Regions from separate parts of the Columba livia genome. Here region 1 is linked to region 2. A link is a contact called in public Hi-C data. All regions are on one chromosome and are shown on one strand. Each heading gives the region's core, a stretch centred on a gene start, on an enhancer-like site or on the middle of the called end of the contact. The rest is flanking DNA. Distances are from core to core; before and after follow the strand shown.

What was found. A called contact is a pair of places that touch in the nucleus more often than the background predicts.
Region 1: a contact with region 2 is called in a Hi-C map of liver, with 2.8 times the contacts expected there. The contact joins two enhancer-like sites. A contact is called at or near these places in 2 of 2 Hi-C or Micro-C datasets (crop and liver).

What each region holds. Positions count from the first base shown.
Region 1 is chr3:91,555,242-91,557,946 of bColLiv1.pat.W.v2, reverse strand. All of the region lies in intron 10 of TTC7A (tetratricopeptide repeat domain 7A), which reads left to right. Among named protein-coding and RNA genes, the nearest start is that of TTC7A, 48 kb to the left of the region's middle. Within about 2 kb of position 1,271, at least 1 of the 3 cell types and tissues checked has an H3K27ac peak away from gene starts, as active enhancers do.
Region 2 is chr3:91,323,582-91,326,281 of bColLiv1.pat.W.v2, reverse strand. No RefSeq gene overlaps it. Among named protein-coding and RNA genes, the nearest start is that of CALM2, 51 kb to the left of the region's middle. Within about 2 kb of position 1,396, at least 1 of the 3 cell types and tissues checked has an H3K27ac peak away from gene starts, as active enhancers do.

The sequences.
Region 1 (2,705 bases), core at 22-2,521, 230 kb before region 2:
TCTTGTCTGTGTCAGGTGGGACAAGATGTGATGGCTTTCAGTTGCAGCAACACAAATTCATGTTTCCTATTAAGAGGCCAAAAAGTGATTGTGGTGGTACCCTGCAAAAAGGTTGCCTGTGGAGCTTGTGCGGAGCCTGTGGCGCTGGGATCTGTGGACCACCCCAGGCAAATAGCGGTCAGCAGTGACCCCGGTGTGAGGCACCAGGCATGTACTCGGTGGGACCTTGCAAACTCTGACTCCGTTCTGGGACTCCACACTTATCTCATAAATCGGTTAGATCTGTTATAATCAAAAGACACCAAAACTTTGAGAAAGCATGTTAGATCAGCAAGGAGCTGAAGGGAGATGTTCATTGAGAAAGAGGCTCACAGATTCCTATATGAGTTACATACAAGCATTTAAAAATCCAATTCCAAGTATGAAAATGATGGCTAGACTCGAGCATCTCTCTGGAAACCTGAAGCTGCTCATGGATCACTTGAACAATGAGCTTGGTACCATACTGCTAACACCTTGCACTGGCATGTCAGGTTGGGGTTTTACAAGTCAGGTCCAGCTCCCCTTGGCATTCAGCTGGAGTTAACATGTTGCTGCCCTCTGTGCATTTGCAAATCCTCTGGATACCTGATCTCTTCATACTGAGGACAACAATGGCTAGATAAGCTGTGACGGAAAGGCACAGTGTCTTCCCATGAACATTCTCAGGACTTGTCTGGCAGCTTTATTTGCTTTAGAGGTTGTGTGACCTGTTTCTCAACAGCAGGCAATGCTGGAGCTCTAGTAATCTGCCAGAGAGCAAATCTAGATTTTTAGCTGCTGATGGCTAAGAGAGGCGCTGTATCCAGAGAGGTAATTGTGGTTCAATCCTAGGATAGTATGGAGACAAGAAATAGGACTTGATCTTTAGCTTCTAACAATTTGCATGAGAACTCAGTCTTTCTCTGTATATGTTAGCAAACCTCTTCAGCTTCCCTAGAAGTTACTGAATATTTGGTACTTAAGAGGGGAAAAAAAGAACAACACAAGTAACTGTACCTCTGTAACTGTCCTATCTTTTCAGATTTTTAAGTATGTCATGAATTTTTGCCTGTACTTTAAATATTTACAAGGTAAAATGGCCTGATCTTGCCTACTGATGTAAAAGCTCTAAATGTTCTGAGCCCTATATGGGGCAGAGGGAATTCCCTTACCCAACAGTCCCATCTGTGCGGTATTTCACTTCTAATCCCAAAGTATTCCCTGAGGATTCCTGTTGTATGCTCTGCAATGCGTCATCTTGCTAATGGGAGATGTGGCCTACATTTTTATACTGCTTCACAGCTTGATAGCAGGACAGAGTTCATTTAAAAGCAAGTGCTCCAGTGTAGCAGAAAGAACTGATGAGAAAACAGTGTGGTCTGTCTAGACTGCAAAATGCAGAGTACACTTGAGCTTTTATAGGTGGAAGATCTGTTTTCACCTCTCTGTCACAGCCAATTCCTGATCTTATTTCTTGGTAATGAAATCTCACATCCTGTAGCATTACTTGTTCTGCAGTTCAGCAAATCATGCTCATAAATCCTGAGTATGACAGGAACAGTTTTATCAACCTGTAAATGCTGGAAAGTTTGGTCTCTGTTTTCAAATGCGTTTTTAGGATTTGCAAACTCTGACCTTCTTAAAAGCTCTGTAAAATCCGATCTTGCTCTCTATTCTATACTGCATTTGACTAGTGTTACTTCTATTTTGTATATTTGTCTTCAAGTTAAGTTAATCAAGTTGAACTTCAAACTGTTTTCTTGCCCTGGCAGCCAAAAAAATTGCCAAATGGGAACTGTCATTTTTCACAAGTGATCAGTCTGAATGTCAAAGCAGCCACCTAGGCTCATCACTGTATGTATGCTTGAGCTTACACCTTATTTTAAAAAGCAAGTGTCTTAACAAAAATAGGCACTTCAGTAAGTTCTTACAGAGCAAGGGAGGCCTTAGTGCTTCATAAAACAGTGAATGAAAAAGCTCAGAGAAACATAACCTTCCTGTCTTTCTATCCACTTAACCAGTGGAAATAATGGAGCAATAGCAATTTCACTTTCCAATGCTTTTCAACAACTTGCATAATGAATAAGGTGTTTCTTAACCCATTTTTGGGGATGTATGTATGCTGAGCTATATATTTCCTGAGCAAGAGGAGTGTGTTTATTTAAATGATTAAAATCCACCATGAAATTTGAAAGACTTCTGTAGGCAATTTTGGATTAAATGCTGGAAAGCCTAGACAATGGCAAAGACATGCCTGCTGGAGAAGGACAGTGGGGAGGGATGTCCTGTGTCACCAAGCACAGTTCTGGATAGGCAAGAGGTTTAAATCATTCTAATGCAGCACCCTTGTTCTTCTGGACTGGTGCTGGAAAACTGAGTGCTGAACTCTTCACAGCCACTTTAGGTTGCCTCTGCTGGTTATAACCTTCGCATTGTGAAGATACGACAGCCAGAGGCTGAGTGGGCATCGCAGCTCCCTGGCTTTGCTGCTGTGGATAGACAGGCTGGAGTCTGAGTGGTGAGTGGTGTGATAGCCGGGTGCCATCTGGCAGAGTCCTCGGGCGGCGAGATGAGCCACTGTCCTGCTGCCAGAGTAAAATGAGTGCAGTAGGCTGCATCTGCTTGTCTCAAGAGTGACCTGTATTCAGCGGAATGGGGGAAAGAAGGACTAAACTCTCGTAGAG
Region 2 (2,700 bases), core at 147-2,646:
TACTGTAAACAGAGAAAGAATAAATATGAATTTGAAATATGAAAAGAGGGGTATGTCTCCAGGCATCTTTTTCAGCATCCTCAGTGATACAGAAGACAGAGTCATTGGCACATTAAAGACAATAACATACAGTATTAAACAGGAACTTTTCTCAAGTGCTACTAAGGGCTAAAAAACACTACAAGGGAAGTAATCTAAGTGTGGTTAAAGTAAAAAGAAAATGCAGCACAGGCAGTTTTAGGATCTCACCTGAAGTCTATTGGATTCAGGGTAGAAAGCCTTTGACTCAGTGATGCTTTAGATCTTTCTTGAGTGGGAAGAATTCAAACTAGCATTTTCTCTGCAGGAAACAAAGCTGCAGATACTCCTCTAAGACTAGAGACAAATGTGGAAAGCAACAATAATGAAAGAACTAGAACTGAAAGCAGGGAGCTAGCTGGGTATGACTATGTCATGCAGTTTGGTAGCTACGCAAGATAATATATTTTGGGTTGCAAACACATACATATATGATGTGGTGCTGTGCCAAGGGACTCAAACTAGCTCTGAAAGAGGTAGTTGTGTTACCAAAACATTTGTGTCTGTGTTTGACACCCCATTTGGCCTCTGAGGAGTGGGATGAGTAGCAGGCAGCGTCAGAGCAGCACACGAGCGTGGCCAGCAGAGCTACATGCTGGCACAACCCAGGCTGACTAATTTTCAGCTACAATGCAGATTCTAAATCTATGGAAGTTTTCCCAGTTATTGAAAGAAGGGCTGTGGGACAAAACAAAAAAAAATTCCAAAACCGAAAAAAAAACATCCCACGCAACACGAAACCAAAAAACATACACAAAACCCCACAACGCGCAAGAATCATCTATACAGACCGTCACAGCTGGCTGCACTCCCTTGAAGAGCTGAAGTGTTCCTCGTAGCTGCTGAAAGATCTGTCAGAGGCTGTCCTCTGGCCATGGGAGTGTTCCCCATAGGGTGAACTCTCTCCTTTGGAATAGGAAAAGGCTGTACTTGATGCCAAAGTAGAGACTGTGGATGAACAGGCTAAAATTAACTCTGTTTGAACTCTATGAAATTACATGAGAAGTTCACCATTTGAGTGTCACACTATTCTGCGGTGATTTCTTTCCCCCCCACTCTTTCTGTGAGTTGAAAGAAATTGAATAAATGGAATTCAGTTGACCTTCTGTTGTTTAAGACTGAATCTTAGTTGTTATGCTCATACAAGTTGGCCCAGAACTGAGCAGACATCTAACCTAGACAGGCAGGTTTTTATGTTATGTAAAGCATAAGCAGATTTCAAAGTAAAGCTACTATTAACCTCTGCCTTATTTCTTCTAAAAGGATTTTTTAGGAATTTGAAAGCGGGGCAATGTGAAAGCTGTGTTTCAGAGTAAGGCCTGTTAAGCAAAGGCCAGTGAGATACTACATGACTCCAGCATTCTGCAATGCTTTCTTTCAGCTGTCTTTCCATTTAGGTTGAATCTCTTACCATCAGGTGGCCTCTCATGCTCTATATACTGCACACCTTGACACAATGAACCCTTGATCCCTGGGGCATCTCTCTATTTATGCAATAGTAATAATCATAACTATTCTGAGATAGCAGAGGTTGTTACTCCAGGGAAGATTAGCTCATGGTGTAGGTTTTAAGAATTTACTACTTAGTTTGGGAAACATCTGCTGAATACAAAGAAGCAATTGTACTGCTACTTTCTTCTTTGTTAATCATGTGCTAGAAGCTTTCTATTAAGGATACTGAAGTGACCTGTGTGACAAATTACTCCCTCAGTGCTTCTCCTCATGGGCACTGCCACAATTGTGCTGTCAAAATCCAGCTAGTAACATTACAGCCTGATCTTTGCAGGGACATTTCAGCACCCGGCCAGGAGCAGACCCAAAAATTAACTAGGACACACACTTCTCAGTTTAGTCCCCAAACAATGACACAGCCAGATACAACACCCAAATCCTCTCCATTTGTACCCAAAAGGAGGAACCGGGTAACCACTCCTGTTTTTCCCTTGCTATTTCATTGCCTACCACTCTGACTGTGGCTTTCAGATGCTGGAAACCAGAAGATCCATCAGGTAATGCAGCACTTCTCTCTCATTTTATAACAACAGGATGATTTCTTCCAGGTTACTGTATTCTAAGCATATATATTATCTGGTGCTCTAGTACTGTCAAGTTATTTTCCTTGTGTTTGGATCAATCCTGTCTTTTTTTGAACCCTCTTTGAACCTTTCCTCACATTTCTGTATCAGTGACAGCTGATCAAAACTCAAACCTTCCATAACGTGGGGAAGCCCAATGATGATGGAGTCCCAAGACTCTACACTAGGATTTGTAACATTTCTAACAGCACTCTGGTTCAGATTCAGCTACAGGTAGGCAGATTGAAACAGCCATCCACTAAGGTCTGACCAAGGTTAAAACAGGTCCTGCAGTTTTAGTATCTATTTTATCTTAATTCCTGCAATCAAACTCCTCCACCATACTACGTAAGGTGCTGACTTCACATCTGCATAACATACTGACAAACCTCAGCAGCACTGACTTCAAAATAGACTTTCCATCCTCGCTGGAAGATGTCTAAATGCTCAAGTTTGATTTATAATTAAAAATACAAAAAATGGCAAAATAAAATTCTGAAATTGCCTTTCAAAGTGCCTTGTACTGACTTACATCGTATGCAACATC